Regions from separate parts of the Mus musculus genome. Here region 2 is linked to region 1. Evidence: chromatin contacts called from public promoter capture Hi-C data. All regions are on one chromosome and are shown on one strand. Each heading gives the region's core, a stretch centred on a gene start, on an enhancer-like site or on the middle of the called end of the contact. The rest is flanking DNA. Distances are from core to core; before and after follow the strand shown. Region 1 holds the start of Gucy2c (guanylate cyclase 2c). Region 2 holds the start of BC049715 (cDNA sequence BC049715).

What was found. Capture Hi-C pulls out chosen DNA fragments and counts their contacts.
Region 2: a contact with region 1 is called in a promoter capture Hi-C map of pancreatic islet. The contact joins the promoter of BC049715 here to the promoter of Gucy2c in region 1. A contact is called at or near these places in 1 of 39 promoter capture datasets (macrophages), 6 of 484 Hi-C or Micro-C datasets (the AML12 cell line, brown adipocytes, cerebellum and 2 more), 2 of 115 datasets of contacts at active chromatin or transcription factors (both in embryonic stem cells) and 3 of 9 other capture datasets (adipose tissue, liver and pancreatic islet).

The regions. Positions count from the first base shown.
Region 1 is chr6:136,778,783-136,784,600 of GRCm38.p6, reverse strand. Gucy2c (guanylate cyclase 2c) reads left to right here and starts at 2,859. Exons shown (of 27, transcript NM_001127318.1): 1 at 2,859-3,211. The coding sequence starts at 2,995.
Region 2 is chr6:136,825,601-136,831,438 of GRCm38.p6, reverse strand. It overlaps BC049715 (cDNA sequence BC049715), which reads right to left and starts at 2,596. Exons shown (of 3, transcript NM_178776.3): 1 at 2,370-2,596; 2 at 443-538. It overlaps Wbp11 (WW domain binding protein 11), which reads left to right and starts at 3,223. Exons shown (of 12, transcript NM_021714.4): 1 at 3,223-3,419; 2 at 5,330-5,438. The coding sequence starts at 5,375. It overlaps Smco3 (single-pass membrane protein with coiled-coil domains 3), which reads left to right. Exons shown (of 2, transcript NM_001039558.2): 2 at 1-1,508. The coding sequence ends at 242.

The DNA.
Region 1 (5,818 bases), core at 1,610-4,109:
GCTCACCGATCACGGCTAAACAGCCTTATGGCGGGCCTCATAGTCCCCCCTCCCCCCTCCCCCCCCAGCCCCATTGCAGGGGCTTTCCAAGGTCACTTCTCTTTAAGCCTGTGGCTGCTCAAACTCCCCTTCAGCTCTCAGCAGACATCCTGGGGCTCCCAGCCGTAAGTCTGGCAGTATGCACACATAGGAAGCATCACATAGGCCTTTCTTCGATTGCCTTGAGAATCAATCCCATTACTTCAGCTACCTGAACACGGTTTCTCAATTACCTCTCTCCATCTATGCCTCTCCCCCTAGCTTCATACCAGCTCCTTCCTACCAACATGTAAACGAGGCAGCTTCTACCCTGATAAAAACACGCCCCCCCCTCCCCCCCTCCCCATCCCTTACCTGATGACCACTTCCCAGTTAGCACCGTTTCTTCCCTCCGTTCTCGGCAAGAGAGACAGTTATTTCAACAGCTGAATAGGCTTCTAGGACCAGCCTGTTTTTTTAGGTTCTTGGCTACGAATGAACAGATAAGAATCATGGGTGTATGGACACAAGAGATGTGGCTCAGCAGTTAAAAGTGCTTACTGCTCTTACAGAAGACCCAAGTTTGGTTCCGTGTACACAACCACCTGTAACTCTGGCTCTGGGGGATCTGACACCCTCATCTGGCCTCCATGGGTACCTGCATACACAAGTTGCAAATAAACTCATGAAGGTACTCACATAAACAAACAAACAAATCTTAAAAAAAAAAATGAGTCCCGTGTATAGAGCATTTCCTTTTAGTAACCCTATCCACTGCTGTTCAATTTAAGGAGCAATACAAAATGTCCTCCTTTTACTAAACACCCGTACTAGTTAGGCTGAGGCAAAGGAACCAGACGGTCCCAATTCTATGCCAAGAGGCAGAACTCCTACCTGTAGTCACCCTCAGGGTCTGTTCAAAAGCTGTGTTCTGTTGAAGGCCATCCCCTTGGGGTCCTGCAAAGGGGGATACCACCAGCTAGAAAATAGACACCCCAGAAAGGCCATTCAAGTGACGTTGGGAGGGGTTGAAATGTAGATCGTATAGATTCCTTTGGGGCGGGGACCTTACTTCTCTTTAGATTGGTCGGATTCCCCCATGGTTCCAATACTTTGCTTGGGAAGGTTGAAAATGCGGTTTAAATTACTTCCATGAAAGATGTGTCATGCCAGTTAACTCGTTCAGTTTTCACATTTGGAAGTCAACATTGAAAACAATGAAGTCCGACCCACCAGCCAGTGCCTCTGTTGAACTCCTAAACCCCCTGTTAAGTACAGGTCCTCTTCTCGCAGCTGCACAGGCAGATACCAAATCCACCTGTCCCAAGCCGGAAGTCGTTATCTTTTAAACCCGCGGACTTTCAGGATTTTAACTATCAGCAAACACCTTTGGGCATCACCCTTGAGTCCTCCCTCTCCCTGGGATCTCAAATTCAAGAAAATACCAGGTCCCGTTGATTCTCTTTTTAGACCTTTTGAGCCCATCTCCTGCTTCTGCCTTTCCCCGCTTTGACTCACGGGTACCATAGAAACAGAAGCCTTATATAAAGGCTCTGATTTTGTTTGCCTCTCTCCGGGACATTTCTTCCTTGACAGCGTGAGTGGGCTTTTCAAAAGTCACGTGACCAGCTGTGGAACTGGCTCAGTAAGTAGAGAGCTTGCCACGCAAGAGTGAGAACTTGAGCCTGGATCCCAGACTCCACATACTGTCAGATGCAGTAGCACACAAATGGAATCCCAGCACGGCCTCAGGGGGAGAATGGAGACTCCTTGGAGATCCCACCCAGATGCGTGAGTTTACCACAAACAGCTGTGAACAAGAGACTCTGTCTCAAGGTAGAACATTAATGCTGACACTCAAGGCTGCCCTCTGACCTCTCTCTACATGTGCACCATGATATGAACACACATACATTGTTTAGAAGTCATTTGACTTACGTGGGGGACTAAGCTAAATCCTCAGATCACAAATTGAAAAAATAAAAATTGACCATGTCAAGTGCTCTTTCTGACTTTTAGAATATAGTCCGAACTCCCAGTCCCTGTCATACCTCTGCCTAGTCCTCTGATGCCTTCTGTTACCACCCGACGCCACAGCATGTCAACCAAGCTGTATCCCTTGTTTCCTCAAATATACCTCACCCTTTCCCACCTCTGTCTTTTCACAATCCATCCTCTTGCCTAACACTGCCGTCCTCCTTCCCACTCAGCCAACGCCCGTTTATCCTCCAGAGCTCAGCTTAGGGACGTTTATGCTCTCCGGGAAACTTCCTTGACTTCTGGACTCATGTTGACTTTCCCCTGCATGCCCACTGTGCTCTGTTCTTTTCTCCATTGTTGACCTTAGCTCTTCATTCATCTGATGTTCGTCTATCCCGTTAGAATGAACGTGTGATCCAAGCGGACATTCATGCATCCACACCGTTGGTGATTGTGTCCCCAGAGCCTTGCTACCATCCAACCCGTAGTGAAGAGCTGATAGATGGAGGTTGGCTGGACCGCAGATGCGCAGCTCATCCTAGTAGACGCTTGTGTTTTGTTGTGCAGCTAAAGCTGAAGTACTAATGGGCTGTCACTGCTGTGCTTGCCGTAAGCCCTTCGACCTTTATTTTCCATTTCATAAAGCCTGATATGTAAAATATACTGCTCCCTTCTTCTCTTCCCTCTTCCCAGTGATGTGTCACAAACGGGTGTATTTTTATTGGATGAGGCCCTGGTAATCCTGTCGTTTATAGCTCTGACCTTTCTGTGTGCAAACACACAAAGTGAACTTTGCTTTACCTCCTACCATAATGTGCCTGCTAATTACTGGCAGCCAGGCTGAGTCTCACGGCCCGTGTGACCAGTGTGGCAAGACCAGAAAGGTGCGTGGGGAAGAGAAGACCAAGGGACTCTGCTAGCGACTCTCCAGAGGGGCTCCCTGTGTCTCTAAAAGCGAGCAATCCAGGGGGGCATGGTGCTACGGTGAGCCAGGTCATGACGTCACTGCTGGGCTTGGCTGTGCGGTTACTGCTCTTCCAGCCCGCGCTGATGGTGTTCTGGGCCTCTCAGGTGAGGCAGAACTGCCGCAATGGCAGCTACGAGATCAGCGTCCTGATGATGGACAACTCAGCCTACAAAGAACCTATGCAAAACCTGAGGGAGGCTGTGGAGGAAGGACTGGACATAGTGCGAAAGCGCCTGCGTGAAGCCGGTAAGACTATGGGAAAGGACTCCTTCTTGCTATGTACGACCTTTTGCTTCAAGGCAGAGACCTCGCAGACTTTGCCCAATCACCCAAACTCCTCTAAATTCATCTCAGAACTCCATTCTCTTTCCTTCCCGGGGAGAGGGGTTGGAGTGAGCTGTGGTCCACCCCACCCTGCTGGAAGAAAAGGTAAAGTGCTCACAGCAGTGACATGCCCTACTTAAATCTGGGTTTCTGGCCAGCTGTAGACATCATGCCTCCTTCTGTAGCCGTTCAGAGGCAAGATTTGGGCTGGATCTGAAATTTCATAAGGCTCCTGGGCATACAGATACTGAACCTTTCTCCACACCTCTTATTCATAGAAAGATTTTTTCCCCTCTGGCAGTGCAGACTCTCCCTGCCTCTCGTGGCTCTCGCTGTCAGATATAGACAGGGTTATACATTTATGATTGAATTCATTGTTGCCTTTCTTGACCTTATCTTTTATTTGTAAAAAAAAAATCAATTTTATAATTTGACATAAAACACGTAAAGAAGGACCAAGTGCCTGCAATAATTTTGTACTGCCTGAATACTCTTTCTCGGTGTCTTGTTTTTGAGACCTTGGTGATTAGTATGGCACAGGGACGATTTTACATCTTCTCTGTCACAACACATCATCCTGCAAATGACTTTCTTAGGGCTACATTGCTACCTCAGTCATCATATGAATCCCTTAGACTAGAAACCATCCCAATTATCTAAAAATTCTCTTCTCAAGAAATATCTAATCGTTTTTAATTTCTTGTGGTTATTTTTTTTACAGTGCTACGATCCTTTTTCTTATATATAGTTCTTTTCCATTCCCAGAGACTCCATTGTCACAAATAGAATTACTGAGTCACTGGGTACTTGGTACATCTTAATGGTTACTTTTGGTCTTAAAGGTGGCATATAATAATCTTCTGTCTAAAACCTTGTGACAAGAATTTACTTCTGTGCATGCATGTAATCTTCCCAGATGTGTCCAGACTAGATTCAGACGCACATGTGCCAGTCTGATGTAGACCTAAGTAGAACTGAGAGGCTGTGTAATAACATGCACATGTTTACTGAGGGCATGATATAGCACACACATGTGTGCTGAGACAGGGTGGTCCGTGGTAAAGAAGTTGGATCTTCGACCTGGGTTAAGATTCTGTCTGTTAGCCTGGGTGTTAAGCGTGGCCATCTCATAGAGGCTCCATTTGTTTCCTGAGAATTTGCCACATGCTAGACAAGTTCTGGAGAATGTCTCATCACACCATCTCTTTAGTCACCACAGCTCTGTGGGTTGGCATGGTGGACAATGGTGTCACAGCAGATGCAAACCACCTTACATCCATTGAAGCAAGATGCAGATCCACTTCTGCCTGAGTCCTATGGGTGTATCATGTTGCCACTGCAAGTGACCCACCACTAACTACACCTCTCACTAAGACAGAGCAATGGAACACTATCATCAGCAAAGATTCGGATTCTGATGGAATTTGGTTCATTGTCCTGCCTGACTATTTACCATAGCTATCACCTGAAGCAAGTTGCCTAACTTTCCTGGTGCTCAGTTTCCTCACGTATAAAACCAGAATAAATGGCAGTCCTGACTGTGGGTAGAACAGGCATTCAATAAGAAAACCCATGGACGCATTTCAGGCAGTGAGGCATATGGGTAACCCATTGCCATTTTGACGAGGTTTTAAAGGTGTTCTAGTCCCCATTAGGAACAGCATTGATGGGAGTGTTGCTGTTACTCAGAGAGGATGTTGCTTGACACATCAAACAAATAGCAGAAAATATTGGTTACCCCCTTGGTTCTGAGTACGTGCAACCTGAACGTGAATGTCTGCTCTGTTATTAATTGAGTGACAAGTTGGTTTTCATTCACTACTCTCATTTGTATCAGTCATAATGCTCAGACAGAAGGATGGGTTCGTAAAGGGAGAGTTCTGTGGAAGAAGAAACAGGCATGCCTAGAAATTGGCACTTGACAACCCATTTTTGCTCCCTCATACTGAACACAAGAGATGCAGGTTAGAGAAGAGAAAGACACTGTATTCTAAATATGTTGAGCATATTTGGAGTGTTTGACATTTGGAAAAAATTTAAAACACTGTATGAGAGCTATTATTGGAAAATATTGATAATTTAAAGGTTGTAGTTGACATCCCGAAGTTAGTGAATAATTTTTGTTATTTTTTTTTGTGTATGTGTGTGTGTGTTGTTTGTTGTTTTGGTTGGTCGGGGGGGTTTTGTTTTGTTTGTTTGTTTTTTAGACTTAGTGACGCTACATGAATATTGAAGAATAAGTAGATAGTAATGTGTGAAAATGGTACAAATAATTTGGAAAGAGATCCCTCCAGTCCCAAGCCCTCAGTTCCTTGAGGACATGTGTTCCATGACTAAGTCCATACCCTGTGTGTGGTCCCATACATTGAGACCCTTCCCCAGACCTCAGAGGGGAACGCCTCTTCCCCATTGACTCTGGATTATGTCACGACGACATAAAACTGCCAGGGCAAGGAATGTGCTTATTTTTAAAGTTTCAATTTGAAGTCATACCATTGTTTGACAAAAAAATAAAAAAGTTCAATCTTT
Region 2 (5,838 bases), core at 1,347-3,846, 47 kb before region 1:
GCAAGCTGGTCTCTGTGCTAGCTCACATCGGGACTTCTCTCCTTGGAAGCATTGGCGTTGCCGTGCTCAGCCTCGGGATAGATATGATCATTCAAGCCATCTTGGGAGCAGTGGAGAGGACACAGCTTCAGGCAGCCATCAAAAGTTATGAGAAGCACCTGGAGGAGTTCAAGGCTGCCTCAGCAAAGTACCATCATGCTATCACTGAGGTTGCCACTGCTGTGAAGCGCCAGCTAAGATGAACAGGCAGGTGTCTACACTGGGATACTTTGTGCTGCCCTCTCTGGCACCATGCTTATTTCTTTAGGGTAATTTTCCATTTGTCTCCAACAACGTGGATACAGATAAACAATTTGGGGTGCTTGGGTCTTAGGTCAACAGTGAGTGTCCAAACCAGCTGTAGTAGACCCTCAGGGGATAAAGCTCTATCCAGTTTTCTTACCCTGTTGTCAGAACCACTGAGGTGTAAAGGCATCATAGACCAGCAGGCACAGGCTATTGCTTCCTTGTTCGCAGCAAATGTCTTCAAATATTCCTGCTAAATGGAGAGACCATTCCCATTTCCTGTTTCAAACATCACTTAATGTCTAATAAGACAGACTTAATAACATCTGACTAGACACAGACCTGTGACCTTCAAGTAAAACATACATAGTGCTGTTATTTTTACCCCCAGATCAAAAACAGTTGTTTGTGAACTGGAAAAGACTGCAAAATCATATCAACATTTTCTTCCACCAGATTAAATACAATTGTCTGCCACCCGGAAATGAAGGCAGAGCAACCTCAACAACATTATGTTCCAGAATGAACGAAAGCCATGCATCTGCGAGGTTCTCCTCAGTTCAAAGCGTGGCTGGATGGATTGGGAAAGGATGAGATAATAAATGTTGTCTGTAATGCAGTCAATATTGACCACCTGTTTGTCATCTATCTCTTGAGTGGTCAAAGTGTGTGGAACATTGTAAACAAAACAAGGCATAAAATGCAGTGATCCCTGCATAAAATATGTTAGAGTGAAGAAAAAGGCTCACTCCCTGTTAAGAATTTGTTGATTAAAGGAAAGTAATTAATTTCTATTTTTCAGGGGGATAATTTTATTTTCAGTACCACCAAAAAGAGGCAGCTCCCTCTGCCCCATAAAGCATTTGCAGACCTATGTTAATTGCCTCCTGAACTCAGGAAAAGGAGAGGCCATGGAGGCCTATTGATGGAACTTAGTTTCTCTAGATACAGCATTTGTTTTCTAAACCTTTATCTAACCATTCTCACTAAGCCGTTTTTAGGGTCTACTTCAAAAACCATTGTATGTAACAATGTTGAGATAGTCCTGGTTATAGTCGTTTGGTTTTTAACGCAAAGACAAAAATAAATCATTGGTATAAAGTATCCAGTATATCTCAGGAAAATTTTACAAGCAGATGAAGAATTTTAACTAGCCACATAACTTTTCCAAATGTATTAATTTCTATGTTATCACTGGTTTTATAAATTAGTTTCAAAATATCACAATTTGTGTCACTTTCTAAATTTATTACCTGGTTTTTATTTTATGAACTAATAGGTCTTGCTATTACTGACACTCAAAGAGTAATCAAAACAAGAATTAATGACATTCCCAGGCATCAAGGCTTCTAACTGTAATTCAATCCATCTAAACAATGAGACAGAGGGATAGGGAGATGGTGGCCAGCCCAGATTATTTATTGAATACTTATTTTTTTTCCCACTAAGTCAAAGGTAGTTTTAGTATGGTACTGATGTTACATTGTTAGGGAACACATTTGTTTTAATATAAATTGTAAATGTTCTATTGGTTATTAATTCATTGTAACATTAGTGCCTATCTACAACATCCTAAAAATTAATATACACCTCAATCAGTTCTTTCAAAGTACTTGATGTCAAAAATTCCCTTAGGACCTTTTCTGTTAAGGATGCTGAAACTAAGTTGAAAAATAACCAAGTGTGAGGGTGTTTTTGGTTTTTTGATTTGTGTTTTTTTGTTTTTGGTTTTTTGTTGTTTTGTTTTGCTTTTTGGTTTTTTTTCGAGACAGACCAAGTTCACACTTTATGAAGATTTCGTTTTAAATGCTTACCTTTAAGGGGAAAGGATGGGGAGGAGTCTTAAGGAATGGGGATGTAGAAGGGAAATATAATAGCTATTTCTGGTTATCAGCTATATCTAGAACAAACCACAATCCAGAATTGGAAGGTTCACCTGTGATCCAGATCTTGAGGCTGGGAAATACAAGTTTCTGACCTTGATCTTGGCATGGAAATCTTGAGGCATAGTGGCTATGTATCCCCAGGAGAGTAAGGTAAGATCTCTGAGTACAAGGCCCAGATCCAGGCGTGGCGGTACACACCTTTAATCTGAACCACACCTTCTTCTGGAGATCTATAAGACATTGGAAGATGGAAGTTTTTCTCTTCCTCCTCTGCTTGCATTTACTTGCCAGCCCATCAGTTGGAATCTACTAGCCTGGTGGGACTGAGCAACTCCTAGATCCTTGGACTTCCCATTCACAGCTGACCATTGTTGGGGAGGTGGACTACAGACCGTAAGTCATCATAACAAAGTCCCTTTCTATATAGAGACTATCCACAAGTTCTGTGACTCTAGAGAACCCTCAAAGGAAGACTTCAGATAAATCTAGAGTGTGCAATGACATCATAAAGGAGTTTGGGTTGATGCAAAGTTCATTTGAAGTGTTATGTAATAACTTCTCCTCTGGAAAATCGACAAATGTACCGTTTCTCTTTTAAAATATACATTTTCGTGTAGATTTATGAGTCTCCCCTAGGAACTATTTGTTCAGTTCATCACATGCTGTAGGTTTAGAGGGCTGATGTTTGCTGAGCACCTTAGACTCGGTGCCCAGTGTTATTACCTAACTTGTTTTCTATGGAAGCATTCCTGAAAAACAGCATCCATTTACACACGACAACTAACACAGATCCAATGGCCGACACAGAAGCGTACGCATACCGCTACCTAGTGTGTCCCCAGAGAGAAGCAGTTGCGGAAATGCGTCAGAATTCTGAGAACAATTGGCCAATCAAATAGCAGCTTCCTTACTTTTTATTTCTATTGGGTTATATTAGTGTCAATCTACAATACTCTGGAATGAGGCGGGTCTCTTGGCCTATAGTTATCCAATCGGATAGTGAATGAGAGCGGAAGTACCTCTGGCTCTGAAGTTGTTGTATTCGCTCTATGGGCCCAGTGCCTGGCAACGCGGTGAGATCGCGGCCAGCGGGAACAGGAAGTGACGTGAGCTGGCGGAGGGGCGCGAGGTTTCAAGATGGCGGTTCCCGGGTGGTTGACCGAGGGGCAGAGGTGAAGGCCCCTTCGCAGAGAGTCCTCCGGGACCGCCCGCTAGCTGCTCTCGCCGTCCCGGGAGCCTCGCAGTCGTGTGAGTGCGTGGGGACTCGGTGCTCCGTTTTCCGCGACCCTCCCCGGGGCCTGCGAAGCCTTCTCTGAAACACCAGGCCCAGAGGCCGCGCTCTTCCTCCGCTGGGCCCGGGGTGGCGGGAGCCTCGGGTTTCAGGGCTCGGGGCCGGCCTGGCACTGCGTCCGACGGGTTCTCGGGCGGGATCTCCCGCCGGGTCAGACCCACCGCCCGAGTGCGGCGACCGGTGGCGGCGGGCTGACGTCTAGCCGCTCGAGTCGCTATCAACCGTCGCTATGGTTTCGGCAGTTGCTGTGAGGCCTCCTGGAGTGGACCCGGACCGGACCGGACCGGTCGGGTTGCGTTTGTGCTGCCTGGGTTCCCATGGTCTTTTGACCTTGTCTCTGCCAACGTTTGCAGGCAGAGGCACTATGGTCTTGTAAAAATTCTCCTTGACTCGTAGCTGATTGGTTTTTAGGTGTGTGTGATGGGATGGCGTCAAAACGAGAGCCCGAGGCTGGTTTAAGAAGGGAAACACTAAAGAAAAGATCAAAAATAGAATTTGTTGTATCCGTGCCTTTTTGTAGTTCCCTATAGTCAGTACCCTTCTCTTCCCTTCTTCCCAAACTCCTGCCCCTTCTGCTTTCTGATAGAGAAACATCTGTAATGACATAATCGACACCGATCAGTTCTGAAATATCTGGGAAGCAGCAGGGAGCCGGCCAGCTGAACGCTTGATGAAAAAAAGCATTAACTAAAACAACTTACAGAGTCCCACCTAAGGAGCCAAGGGAATTAGAGTCTCAAATTTACCTCGGGATCTTCCCTTTCCTAATGTAGAAAGAAAGTAGATTTGTTTAATGCTTAAAGGGGGAGCCACAGGAGATGTAGCCTGTAGGAAAGTGTCGCACACTTTGAACAGGAAATATTTGTTCCTTTTTTTACTATGGGCAAGGCTAATTTTTGGAAGTTTCATTCATTTGGAATGGAAGAGAAAGAAGTGATAATAATGAAAGCCTGGCCTTAAAATATTTCCCTACCGTGACTACCACTTTTAATTCCCTCAAAATACATAAATCAGGAGTCATATGTGCTAGTAAGAATATACTTTAATGTTAAGTTTGAGGAGTTCTAATACTTCATTTTTTATTTCTTTTGTTTGAGAGTCATAAATCATTTGATTTGGTATTAAATCAAGATAAATATGTTTGAATGGATTGCATTTTGCCATCTGGCGTGTGGAATGAGCAGTCTAAGGAGAAAGTAAAGAGCATGTATTTGTCTTTAACCCAGATTCATTATCTCCACTCCTGTTTCATATCCCCTTATACAGGTCGGAAAGATGTCCTCAGGGTTTGCATTGCATTGTTAGAATATTTCTCAATTGGTTTTGGTTTGTTTTGAGATCGTCTCATATGGCTCAGTCTATATTCCAAACAATAGCATTATAAGTGCAAAGTTCTTGTTGATTTCTTTATTCAGTTAACAGCACTATATAATCCATAGGAAAGGGTTAAACTTTTGAGTAGTTAATGATATTCTCACTGTGTTGACTAGTACAGATACTAGCCTTTTCTTTGTGGTCAAGAAAGGTAAAGAAAGCCGGGCGTGGTGGCGCACGCCTTTAATCCCAGCACTTGGGAGGCAGAGGCAGGCGGATTTCTGAGTTCGAGGCCAGCCTGGTCTACAGAGTGAGTTCCAGGACAGCCAGGGCTAGCTATACAGAGAAACCCTGTCTCGAAAAAAAAAAAAAAAAAAAAAAAAAAGAAAGGTAAAGAAATAATTTCTTGGATGCTTCATTCAAAATTAAAGAGCACGGTCTTACAAGTAGAGAACCAAAGGGATATTTCTTTACAGAAATTGATGCAAATTCGTAAAAGGAAGTCTTTTTACACATACAGCAAAACTGAGTTCTTTATATCTTTTCTTTCCAGTTTTTTTTTTTTTTAATGAAGAAGTAAATCATATAAATTGTCACCATGGGACGAAGATCAACATCCTCCACCAAGAGTGGGAAGTTTATGAACCCCACAGACCAAGCCCGTAAGTACGGAAGGAAGAAGTAGAAGGGTTAAAACTGGCAGACTCTTTCATGGTGGCCTAAGTTCAGCGTTGGTAGAGTGGGGTGTGTGAGGTCATGTAGAATTCTTAAAATGGACTCATGGTTAGAATGTTGAGAGTGTAAGCTGCTTAACACATTTCTCCTCATACTTGACTGGCTAGCAGGAGAAAATTAAGTCTTTTTTATGTTAGAATTTTTAACAAATGAGTTTTTAAGTGTGTGATTTGAGAATCCCTTTTCTTCCTTGTGGTTCAGTTATTTTTCTGTAAAGAACACATCTTGGCATTTTGGGTTGAGAGGGTTGGAAGCACTAAGTTCCCTAGTGGGTCAAAGCCATGTTTGTTCCATTCACCGACACTGTTAACAGTTGTAGTAGCTCAT